2 separate regions of the Mus musculus genome follow, and region 1 is linked to region 2. A link is a contact called in public Hi-C data. All regions are on one chromosome and are shown on one strand. Each heading gives the region's core, a stretch centred on a gene start, on an enhancer-like site or on the middle of the called end of the contact. The rest is flanking DNA. Distances are from core to core; before and after follow the strand shown. Region 1 has its middle 72 kb from the start of Gm51689. Region 2 overlaps Fmn2 (formin 2).

Evidence for each region. A called contact is a pair of places that touch in the nucleus more often than the background predicts.
Region 1: a Hi-C map of extraembryonic endoderm stem cells shows a contact between it and region 2, with 2.1 times the contacts expected there. The contact joins two enhancer-like sites. A contact is called at or near these places in 13 of 484 Hi-C or Micro-C datasets (the 3T3-L1 cell line, the C2C12 cell line, Sertoli cells and 8 more), 1 of 115 datasets of contacts at active chromatin or transcription factors (extraembryonic endoderm stem cells) and 1 of 9 other capture datasets (embryonic stem cells).

Annotation. Positions count from the first base shown.
Region 1 is chr1:174,825,147-174,831,614 of GRCm38.p6, reverse strand. No RefSeq gene overlaps it. Among named protein-coding and RNA genes, the nearest start is that of Gm51689, 72 kb to the right of the region's middle. Within about 2 kb of position 4,849, at least 13 of the 459 cell types and tissues checked have an H3K27ac peak or open chromatin away from gene starts, as enhancers often do. A contact at or near this core is called in extraembryonic endoderm stem cells, where this site is marked.
Region 2 is chr1:174,595,999-174,602,547 of GRCm38.p6, reverse strand. The region is part of intron 4 of Fmn2 (formin 2); the gene reads right to left. Among named protein-coding and RNA genes, the nearest start is that of Fmn2, 97 kb to the right of the region's middle. Within about 2 kb of position 4,142, at least 12 of the 459 cell types and tissues checked have an H3K27ac peak or open chromatin away from gene starts, as enhancers often do. A contact at or near this core is called in extraembryonic endoderm stem cells, where this site is marked.

The sequences.
Region 1 (6,468 bases), core at 3,600-6,099, 230 kb before region 2:
TGTGATATAGGCTCATATATATATTTGGTCTATAGTGAGAATGAAAGAATTTTCTTTCTCTTTGAAGAAATGCAACTGGGATTCAAACTAAAGCTAAAATGGGAAAAGAAATGGAAGTAGAAAGGTCATGACAAAGTTGACAAACATAGATAAGACTAGTAACAGAGCTTCGAGGACTGGGGGTCAGAGTGATCATAGGAAATACTTCTGGTAATGATGAGGAAGAAGAAATTGGAGGAAATGAGTGGCATTCCTCAGGAAGGCTGCCTATATATGGGGCCTGACATAAACTGTGACCCCTCACCTCAGGAGGTCCCTCTTTTGCACAAACTGTTTCTGCCTACCATGCATAGCGGCTGCTACAGAACCCTACAGAACATTCCTGCTCATCTTCCCAGTTGCAATTGTCTTTTCTTCTTGTTTTTTTTCAATTTTTTATTAGATATTTTCTTCATTTACATTTCAAATGCTATCCCGAAAGTCCCTATACCCTTCCCCCACCCTGCTCCTCTACCCACCCACTCCCACTTCTTGGCCCCTGGCGTTCCCCTGTACTGAGGCATATAAAGTTTGCAAGACCAAGGGGCCTGTCTTCCCAATGATGGCCGACAAGGCCATCTTCTGCTACATGTGCAGCTAGAGACACGAGCTCTGGGGGGTACTGGTTAGTTCATATTGTTGTTCCACCTATAGAGTTGCAGACCCTTTCAGCTCCTTGGGTACTTTCCCTAGCTCCTCCACTGGGGGCCCTGCTGTCTTTTCTTCTTCTTAAGTCAACTTTCTGTGTGTGTGAGGGCATGGGGATGTGTCTACCCTGGCTCAAAAGTGTAGGTCAGAAGAAAACTTGTGGGAGTTGGTTCTCTCCTTTCACCCCTGGGGCTCTGGAGATGACTTACATCATCAGGCTTGGTAGCAAAGCCTTATCTACTTCATCATTTCACAAGTTTAAAAGGATATTCTTAATCTTCCATGGGCAGGAGATCTGACAGGGTTGCTCTACTGATATGGACCAAGGTAAATGACCTTCAGTGTATTTTCTCCTGGTTAAACATAATGGACCAGATGAATGTGCTTAATATTGGAAATGCAATTTTACCAATATTAATTATAAAGTCCTTCAATACTGATTTATTCTTCACACTGGACCAAATCCAAAGAATCAAAGGAATAACAGAAAACAACAACAACAACAGCAACAACCTGTCAACACCTGTGTTCCTTTTTTTTTTTTTAAGTATCAGCTATGTTCTTGCAGGACCAGTAAATGTTACCTCCAGATATTCTTCATCAGTGAATTCAGATCATTCTGTTGATATTTTATTTGGATTGTATGGAAGCTACACAGTTCTTTAAAGATATATGACATTGTTTTTATCCTTTCTGACTTTTTTTAAATGGTGGGTCTCTCAATTGTTTCTATACAGCACACACACGTAGACGTGTGTGTGTGTGTGTGTGTGTGTGTGTGTGTGTATCTTGCTTCTTTTAGTGGTATGGAGCTTGAAGCAAGGGCCCCACATGTGGTAGGCAACTGCTCTGCTACTTAAATATTCCCCCCTCCAGGTGCTGGCTGCCTTTACAAGTGTGGGACTTTTCTTGTAACTTTTTATTAAATGCTGGATGAATACATAATCCTCTTGATCTCTGAACTTTCGATGGGAGCCTCCTATGACATGCGATCCTTGTGTTTAATTGTTTATTCCTGCTTTTTGGGTATGTCTTCTTCCGGATAACAAATAGATATTACTTCTTTGCTTATAATTCTACACTTTTTAAATTTTTTTCTCATTGCCAGAAGAGTGATAGATCCTTATATTTGCTTTTTATAGTGCCTGGCCTAGGGCCTTAATCATACTAGGTAAGTGTTCTACCATTGACTATCCCACAGTCCTAGGGGTAGAACTATTAATTCTTTGCATTGGGCCCCAACTGACTTTACCTTCAGACATTCACTCCTTTAAGGATGTGGTCATTGTATTCATTTTCTTCAAAAGTGATGTCATTTACTTGATTTCTTAGTTCCTATAATTTTCTCACATATGTACATTATTCATATACATATAATATGCAAGCCTTCATAAAATCACTTAAATTTCCAAGAATAACCCTTGCATCTTCAAGGTTTTTCTAATGTTCATGCCCATTGTAGTATATCTATTATTATTCATAAATGGGCTAGTCCACAGTGTGTGTGTGCATGTATGTGTGTATTTCTTTTCTTTTGAAGTAAGGTCTCATGTATTTCAGGCCATCCTTGAGCTCTCTCTGTGGCAAAGTCTTTGAACTTTTAACTTATTCTCCTATGTCTGCCTCCCAAATACTGGAATAGATGAGCCCTGCCACACAGCATTTATGAACTGTTAATGATGGAATTTAGAACTTCAAGTATGTCAACACGCAGTTTACCAAGTTATACAAGCTCTCTCCTTGCCCCTGCTTTGCTGGAGAATCCTTCCTTCCTATGGGGCCAGAGTTCAGGTGCTACATAGTGTTCTCACTCTCATCCCAGGGGCTCCTGCTTCACCTCTTCATGATTTGAGTTAAGGTCCGTTATTTTGAGATAAAACCCATGACCAACACTGCTTGGGTGACCAAGAACCAGACACTAGATACTCCAGGGATCAAGGGTAAAACTAAATACTGCAGATCTTAAAACAACGAAAACCATAGTGATGAAATGGCTCCTAATGATATTGTGTTATAGATCAGTTCCTTGTTCAGCCATCATCAGAGAAGCTTCGTCCTGCAGTAAATGGAGGAGGGGGGAGAGGGAGAGGGAGAGGGAGAGGGAGAGGGAGAGGGAGAGGGAGAGGGAGAGGGAGAGGGAGAGGGAGAGGGAGAGGGAGAGGGAGAGGGAGAGGGAGAGGGAGAGAGGGAAAGTGATGGGTTCTTAATACCCATCTTAATTGGTTCGCCAAGCTGCATTGCTTCACACACACAAAAAATCTTCCATGTCATTGAGGAATGTGGCTTCCCTCTGAAAGAGAAGGTCTCCAGGGGCATCCCCTCTCCACCTCCTCTCAGCCACTCACTGGAGATTTCCCACACATTTTCTGGTTTGGCTTTTTGACACCTCTAATTTTAATCAAAGATGAAGTTAGCATTTTTGCTTCATGGTGGTTTAGAATAATTTCTGAGCGAAGAAGGGGTACTGGTTGCACCACCATAGCATTTTAAATCATAACACGTTTTCTATTGTTTTTACTGTTTTTACTTGTACTGTATAAGTGAAGATGCATTTAAGGAAAAAAAAAAACAAAGGAAAGGAAAAGAAAAAGAAAAACACCCCCTCCCAGTGACTGAGTTCCCTGGTTGGTTAGAAAATGGAAGCCGCGGCAGCCAGGGACACATAACCCAGGAGATATGTGCTCTACTCTTTCAGAGCCGTTCACAGTCTCTCTGCAGCCCTGATTCCTCCCATCTAAAAACTCACACATTTTACCATATTTTGTTATATTTTTAAAAATAAACCTTTTGGCCTTCAGTTTAATAAGCTTTGCCTTTCTCTTTCTAGAATTTCTATTTTGGGGGCGAATATTCCCTCAAATGTTATATGTGCTTACAAATGTGCACAAAGCATTCTAAACACATTCAACATTTCTGCCTGTTCTCTATTCTTTTTTTAAGGCTCGTGTAGCATCCATGTGTTTGTGTGGGGACAGTGTTGATTCAAGGGAGTTTTCCAGCGTTAGATACAGCGTTAGCGATGTTAAGTCCCTGTTAGTTAGCACTGCACCCGTATTATTTTATACCCGGTTTTGGTTTCTTCTCCTCCACTCATGAATGTAGGTTCTATGAGGATAAGACACTTTCTTTGTTTTTGTTTTAATTATCTTTTTTTAATTTTTTTTTAAATTTTTTTTACAGTCCAGTTATTATCCCACTCCAATTCTGCCCTCTGATGATTCCTCATCTCATTCCTCCTCCCCCATCTCCAAGAGGATGTCGCCTCATTCCCACCCTCACCCCCCAAACCCTGTCAGGTCTCCTCATCCTCTGGGGCTTCAAGTGTCTCAAGGGTTAGGTGCATCTTCTCTCACGGAGGCAAGACCAGGCAGTCCTCGGCTGTATATGTGGTGGGGCCTCCGATCAGCTAGTGTATGCTGCCTGGTTGGTGCCTCAGAGAGAGATCTCTGGCGTCCAGGTGTGTTGAGACTTCTGGTCTTCCTATGGGGTCACCCTCTTCCTCCTCAACTTCTTCCAGCCTTTCCCTAATTCAAAAACAGAGGTCCCCGACTTCAGACCACCGTTTGCGAGTTTCTTTCTCTGTTTCTTTCTGTTTCTTTCTCAGTCTGCTGCTTGTCGGGCCTTTCAGAGAGCAGCCATGTCTGTAAGTAAGCTCCTGTCTGTAAGTATACCATAGCATCAGTAATAGTAAGTGTCTGTTACTCCCAGGGCAGACAGCAGTTTCTGGTACATATTAACATCCCAGCACTTAGAGAATTACACAGAGACAATAAGACATGCTTTTTAAGCATGTCTGAACTAGTTTCTTAAAATTTCCCAGCCATCTTGTTATTAATGTTTTAAAAACACAAAAATGGCTTGTTATTGTTTACAGTCTGGAGTTGATTTACTGCTTGAGTTCCTGTGCCCTCCGTGACCTCTGACATCCAAGTCCTCTCGTTTCCTCGCTGGTACATGCCCTTTAGCAGACCTTTGTGAGGTTTTTGGACGGTAAACTCTTGGTTTTCAAATTCTGAAAACATTTATCTCTTTCACCGACAGCCGTGATAGGCTGTTTTCAAGTTAGCTCTTAACTGTTTTATTTCCTGCTTTAGAATGACTAGCCCTTTGTTGTGAGTGATCTGACTCATTCTTCCCTGAGGACCTGAGTCAGTTTGACCTCTTTAGGTCGAATTTATCGGTATTTATTTAGCCCGACACTTGTTGCATTCTCAGCAAAGGGCATGCCGTTCCTTGATCCTAGCAAACTCTCAGCCATTGTTCCTTGAGGCCCTTATCTGTCTTTTCTGAAGCTTTTTACCAGTTTCTTCATACAAGGTCCTTGAGTCTCCATCTCTCCCGTGTCTTCTGCACACCTGTGGTCTCTTCACTCCTGACAACCTAGAATCCACTCAGTTCATGGAAATGTTTCTTTTCTACCTCACTGATTAGCTACTTTACATAACTGTGTGCCATTCCATTTCTTCAGCAGGACTAGGTCTATTCTCCCTTATCAACACTTTCCCTCTTAGGTTTAGGGGCTGTGGCTTGCAGGCTTGTCTGAGAGGGTCTAACGATACTGCTTCTTCTTTTTAAAAATATGTAGTTACTGATATCATGCTGAATCCACATCTAGCCTTCCTTTGTGCCACTGAATTCCTTTGTAGTGACAACACTGTGTGGTAGATGTTGTCCAGTTTGGTCTGCTTCTTTCTGTTGTCATACATGCACTATCAGCAATATTGTAGGCCTCCAAGGTAGTCACTTGCAGAGACCCCTGCATCAGTGTTCCTGGGGTTTGGCTTGGTCCTATTGCTTCAATGGGACATAACAATCTCCTGTTACCTTGTTCAGGAATTCCTTTGTTTATGGATCATTTTTTAAACAATTTTTCAATTTTTGTATTAGATATTTTCTTCATATATATTTCAAATGCTATCCCGAAAGTCTCCTATACCTTCCCCCCACCCTGCTCCCCAATCTACCCACTCCGGCTTCCTGTCCCTGTACTGGGGCATATAATCTTCGCAAGACCAAGGGCCTCTCTTCCCAATGGTGGCTGACTAGGCCATCTTGTGCTACATATGCAGCTAGAGACATGAGCTCTGGGGGTACTGGTTAGTTCATATTGTTGTTCTTCCTATAGGGTTGCAGACCCTTTCAGCTCCTTGGGTACTTTCTCTAGCTCCTCCATTGGGGACCCTGTGTTCCATCCAGCAGATGACTGTGAGCATCCACTTCTGTATTTGCCAGGCACTAGCATAGCCTCACAAGAAACAGCTATATCAGGGTCCTGTCAGCAAAATCTTGCTGGCATATTCAATAGTGTCTGGGTTTGGTGGCTGTTTATGGAATGGATCCCTGGGTGGGGCAGTCTCTGGATAGTTCTTCCTTCCATCTCAGCTTTATTGACCATTCTTGTCCCTTCCCCTCCATTCTCCAGATATATACTTTCTGAAACATATTTAGTCTTTTAAGGATTACTTAGAATTTCAAAACTTTAAACTTGGAGTTGTGCATATCTGTTTTAAATTTTATTTATTTATTTAATGTATGAGTGCTCTCTCTGCATGTACATCTGTGTTACAGAGTGGGTATCAGATCCCATTACAGATGGGCCACCATGTGCTTGCTGGGAATTGAACTCAGTACCTCTGGAAGAGCGGCTAGTGCTCTTAACCACTGAGATCTCTCCCAAATCGTGAGTTGTGCTTTTAAAATATAGAAAATTCTTCCACATTTACACCTACTTAACTGCCTTAATTATAAGGAAACAGCTTTGGGCCCCTTCTTTTTACACTG
Region 2 (6,549 bases), core at 2,893-5,392:
CAAGAAAAGAAGAAAATACTAGGACATATGATATATGAAAAATTATAAATAATTTTTCAAGGGTTTGTTAAAGTGAAACTCATTACAGAAAACAAGAGCTTCTCAGAGTTCAACCTGAATGTATGGGGAGGGATGGAGGGAGGCGGAGGGTAAGACAGAGAGGGAAGGGAAGAGGGAGGAAAGAAGGGAGAAAGGGAGGGAGGAAGGGAGGGAGTGCTATGGAATCTGGAGCTGGATACTGGACATCTTTATCATTCTCTGCATTGTTCATTGAGACAGGTTTCTCAATGGACCTAGAGATTACCATTTCTTCAGCTGGCCTGGTAGCCATGAAGTCCAGAAATCACCTTTCTCCACCTTACACATAGTACTGGAGTTATGGGTGCACACAGTCAGCTAGACACACCTTTTAATGGATGCAGTAAAGAACTTGGGTCTTCAAGCTACGAGGGAGTGCTCTTCCACTGACATATCACCCTTAGAACCTCCAAACTTTATAATAAAATGAATACTAAATTGTTGAAAATTATAATGTACTTAACCCAAAATGAATCTGGTAAAGTCTATGGAACATAGATGAGACATGTGGCATACATGTGAAGAAGACAAATAAGAAATAAAAACTGGCTAACTGGCCATCTTCTTGTTACTTAGCATAACAGATGAGCAATAGACTGAAGCAAAGCCTATAGGCATTATTGATAAGGATCCCTGGTAGAAGTAATAATATATGTGGGAAAGAGCCAAGGTAACAAGGAATCAGATCAACAAAAGGAGGGTATCTGCTGCTCTCAGTCACACGCTTTTGGAACTTCCATTCAGATGTTGAGTCAATTCTGGCAGACTGCTGGCTCATACTCTAAGAGAGTGCATCACTCCAATTACTCAGACAGTACTAGAAAGAAAAGCACTACAATGTGTATGACTCCCTTCATGATCTGTAGATAGAAGGTGCCACCTCCTGAGTACTGACGTCCCTTATACTAATACCCAGCTGCAGTCAAATGCCAGCAAATCCTAATGAAAATCAAATACAATGGATGAAGACCACTAGTTGGTGATGGAGAGTTCCCTAGACCCTGCCATGCAAGCACAAATGTTCTCCCAAGGCTGCTGCTGCTCTTCTTATCAATAACTGTGGCCTTAATCTTGGCTAGGATAATTACTCAAGACTCCTACTCATATCGCTCATAAAACCCTGTCCTCTCTTGGCTCCTACAATGCCAAACTCGACCTTCTCATTTTTTCTCTAATGCCTTCTCTGCTTTTGCTTTATTGTTTAGTTTTGCTTTTCAGTAATAGCTGGGGCCTGGATTTTATCTTTGAGTAACTTAATTGGTGATATACAATCAAGAAATCACTTTCTCATTCACCCGTCTCTCCTCTCTGCTGGCTATTGCTAGTCTTTCTTCTCATGGCTGCTTCAATCCTGCCTTGTGTCTGCTTGGCCTTTGCTGCTATTTTATCTCTCTGCCTTTTGACTTAAATCGAAACTGTATCTTATCCTCCAACCAACTATCATGTCCTAAGAGCTCTGAACCCCTGTTAATGGCTGACCAATGTCTCTCATGATGAATAGTCCCAAGAATCACCAGGGGCTTGTTAAACCCAGGCCTGTTGTCTGAATCCCTAGGGTTAACAATGCAATTGCATTTCTAATCAGTCTCCAGTTGATGCCATTGTGGCTCAGACTAATCTGCACCTGACACAGTCACCACACCCACAGCCCCTCCTTGGTTATCATTTCTACTGCCTCATACAATGTCTCAGCTGAGACTCTCAGCCACCCAGAACTGCACTCCTGACTGGCTCTACTGTGCCTCTTACTGTCAAGCCCAGCTACCTTTGCCAGGAAGTTGACTTTCTCATTAAAAACGTTGGCCTCTGTTTGCTGAGAACACATTAACTTCTCACAAGGCTCATAAGGTCTTTAATGATCTGTGTGATGAACATAGCCCATGTCATAGTTAAGATATGAATCGCCCTCCTCCTGAAAGAGTCACCTGTGGATGGTGTGGTCTCCAATTCATAGGGCTATTGAGGAGGGATTGGATTATGGAGGTACCAAGTTCATCAAAGGATTAATCCATGCATGACCTCCTAACCAGGACACTGAATATTCTTGGAGGGAGAATATCACCGCTGAATGTTTCTGGAAGCAATCTTATACTGGTTTGGTAGGCTTTGGTCACCTGTCCACCCAGAGTTGAGCCACTTGGCTCCACTGTACACTGTCTCTCTGTGTTCTGTTTCACCAAGCCTGGGCCTAGAAGCAACACAGCCAAGAGACCATGGACCAAAGCCCGAAACCACAAGCTGACATAAGCCTATCCTCCTTTAAACTGTGACTAACACCACATTACCCATCTGGCCTACTGCAGAGGGGATACTGTGAGGATTAAATAAGATAAACTTAACCTGTGTTCTTCAAACTCATCATAAGCAAACTCTCTGAAAATCCTCAATTATTCAATGCTGAACCACACAGCTCCTGAGGAAAACACAAGATTGGATTCCAGATTTCTGTAAGTCTTGGGTAACATCTTGTCACATGATCTGTGTGTACCCTGTTTCCTTTTTAATGTCTTATTTAAGGATTGTTGTTGATTCACTAACACTGAACACTTACACTGGCCCCAGGATACTCTAACTTTTGTTAGAACAAAGTTTGACTAACATGTAGTCTAATTACTAGGTCCACCAAGGCCTTCTGACACTTTGGAACACCAACAACATTTTAACACTAAGTGTAAAGTCATTTTAAAGGATATGCAAGGTGGGTCTAATAAACCACACAAAGGCTACTTGCTTAAAGACTTCCCTTTGTTCAAATTTACCTAGAAAAGTACATACTTCACAGAGCAAGATTTTTAGCCGCATTGGACAGGTTTGCAAATGACCATAAACACACCACAGAATGTAAGCGCTACAATCAACTTTAGCCAATAGGTGAGTTCACAAATACAGAATCCATGAATAATGAGGAGCTCAATGGTACAGCATTGGCTTAGAATGGACAAAAGCCTGAGCTCGATCCTCAATATTGACTAAAAATAAAAACATCATAGAGACTATCACCCTTCTGTGAGATCAACTAACAATCTGAGTGTTGACTATGTGCCTTAAGCTCTTCAGAACTTCTTTCACAGACGAATAATATACTTAAATCCCCCAGAGGTCCTCAGGTAGGAATGGTTTATAAGCCCATTTTACAGATGTGGAAACTAAGTCATTTAAGTACTTTCCCTGAGGAGAGTCACACGTGCTAGACTCACATCAAATAGCTAACCTCCCGCTAGCAGTTCCACTTAAGGTCTGTCATGGTTACAATATGTACGCACACAAGTCATGTGTGGGAAATGTTATGCCCAAAGCAACTTTGAAAATACCTCAGTTAATAAATGGCATTTGGAGGTAATGCTTTGGAGGGTAAATAAGACTGGCTGTTGTCACCAGAGTGCAGTGTATTAGTGACTTTATGAGAGGAAGAGAAGGCTACGCTGGCGATTTCAGTCTCCTCCCCATGTACTGCCATTCCCTCCCTGCTTTCATAACTGACAAGGCCATGGAGACATGGAAAAGCTACACCCTTGTACCTTCTAGTGCATCCTCCATTCCTGTGAACTACGTAAGTACCCAGCTTCCACAAAATACCCTCTTCATGACCTTCAGTTTTGAAAAGCTTCTGGAAACAACGTAAGACACGGTAGAACAAAGATGGTCTCTCCACTAAACTGGAAGCAGGTTCTTCTGAGGCTTCAGCCTTGTCGTAAAAACATTTGACCAACACTAAGGTTTCTCAAGGCAACGTCCTCAGACTGACTCTACGCTCTCCCTTAGTGTGACTGTGTGAGAAGATTCAAGATCGCCAAAGTCTTTTATCTCTTTCAGGAGCAGCTGAAGATAAGGCGCAGTCTCCGAATTCTAAGATAGGGGCGGAATCCCAGCTTCTGTCATTGCCAGCAAGCAGACGGAACAAACAGCTCTCGTATGCAGTGGAGAACCCTTGTCATGCTCAGTCCTGGACTCTCCCAAGCCTCTCCTCATCCTCTCCTCGTTGTTCCTCCTTCAGCCCTTTAAAAGATTCATCTCTGTGCAATCCACAGCTGACTTCGCTTCACAGTGGAATTTCCCATACTGTAGTCACTGCCACTGACTAAGATCTGTCCCTAACAGATGTCCCATCAGTGTCTTTTTCTGCTTCACTCTGACTGTTCTAGAAAAACTGGGATTTGTGTTGGAGACAAGAGCCCTACATCCCACATCCTCTGCGAGTACATTTTCTACAACTGCTCAAAGATCTGCCCTTTGCTCTATCTCATCAGCATGGTCATGATGTATTGATCCATTCATCAAACATTTCTCTGGGCTTCGTCTATCTGCCCAACTGTGTTAGATACTGAGGGGACAAAAGAAAGTACAGACAGTATTATCTTTATGGGGCTCAATCCCTGTACATATGTCCAATGATTCCAGACAGAAGGCATGGGCACAGTAGTTACAGTGTAAGGACTCTAAAGGGCTTTGGAGCATGAGGCTTTTCATATGGAGTGTGAGAGGCAGTCAAGATGGAACAATTTGGGCATCTGAGGGTACATGAGAACCATGCAAGGGAAGATGTGAAGGATAGTAGAGTCTTGAGGAAACAACTTATTTTTCCCTAGACCAAACTGAATCTGGAGGAGAGACAGTGAGAGATAAGGTCAAGAGGGCAATGGCAGGAGGGAGACTCTGTATGTCAAACTCACAGGCCTGAAACCTTTTAGAGACACAATGAACAGTCCTTGAGTAAGTCTAAGCAGATATCAGGGGTAAAACAGTTTGTGTTTTCAGAAAGATAACTCTGGGGTAGCATGCAGGAAGAGATTAGAAGGGGTCAAGATGGGAAGTAAGGGAATCCACAAGGAGATAATCCAGATAACAATGACTATGATCCAGATAACGCTGGGGTCTGCGCTCAATCATTGCCCAGTTTCACGCCCTGGGCCAGAGGCCACCAGCAAAGGTCAAGTCTCCACAGGAGAAGTAAGTTAAGCTGCCTGTCAATTCACCTGCACAATGGTCACCCTAACGCCAAGTTCACGTCCAGTTCTTCATCTCAACTAGTCTGCTCCATCTTCCTATATCTGCAAATTAAGTCCATCAGGAAATAAACTTTCTACAAAACTCTTCTTCTAAATTTACAGTCTCTCTACAACTTTTGATTTCTTTAATTAATCCAATAATCTACCATATACATTAAATATCTTGGCAGTTACCCTGTATCTTTTAAGTTGGTTTGTAGCTATATGGAAAAGATACTATCCTATAACTGAAATGACTAATTCTTTTTGTTGTTGTTCTTCTTCTTCCTTTAAAATATATATTATCCTTATTTTTTGAAACTGAAATGCAACTCCCACTTTAGTAAACCAGCAGAGTTCCTAACTACCTTGTAAATATTTGTCCTTTTATGCCCACAGAGGAGGGTAGGTTTCACCTCTCATCTAGGAAACATCTTACAGCAGATGGAAATCATTGCAGAAAACCACAACCAACCAAATGCAGAGGACAAGCGACCTAGGGGTGCTCAGCAACAACGGATACATCTATAACACAACTCCTGCAACTAGTGCTCAACCATCTTAGCAGAAGACTGGGCAGAAAGATACGCAAGCTAGAGAGGAACTGGAAATTTGCTTTGAGAATTCATCTCTTAGAAAAATTGGCTACACTCACACAGTCTTATCAACATGGAAGCCAGAACAAGACCCAAACAAAGACAACGCCAATAGACATGTTTACATGAAGGGGTCGTATTGCCTTATACAAGTCTTTACGTGTTTTTTCCCCCTGTCTCCTACAAGTGTCCTAGTACACAGCAGATCAGGTGATGCCTAATCATGGGAAAAGCATCCTTAAATAAGCAGGACATTCTCCTTAGTTACTACTCCATCAGACTGCCTTAGTTACTACTCCATCAGACTTCCTTAGTTACTACTCCATCAGACTTCCTTAGTTACTACTCCATCAGACTTCCTTAGTTACTACTCCATCAGACTTCCTTAGTTACTACTCCATCAGACTTCCTTAGTTACTACTCCATCAGACTGCCTTAGTTACTACTCCATCAGACTGCCTTAGTTACTACTCCATCAGACTTCCTTAGTTACTACTCCATCAGACTTCCTTAGTTACTACTCCATCAGACTTCCTTAGTTACTACTCCATCAGACTTCCTCAGCTTCCTTAACTTTGTGTCTTGTCTCTCGTATAAATGTTGCATGGCACGCACTAATTTTCCACCATCTACATCTCAACGGTTGGCTTCAGTGTAGCTCCAAGTCCTCACCACTCTGGAAGAAAACAAAAATACTATGTGGCATCCAATTCTTTCTCCACATCCTCAACACACATTCTAACTGCTTCCCAGATGTTGACTGCTTCTCAGTTTTTAAAACCAACACATAAGAGCTGGGCCTGGGAGCATATACCTTTAATCACTTGAGAGGCAGTCACAAATGGGTCTCTATGGATCTGTGGCCAGCGTGATCAATATAGTGAGTAGTA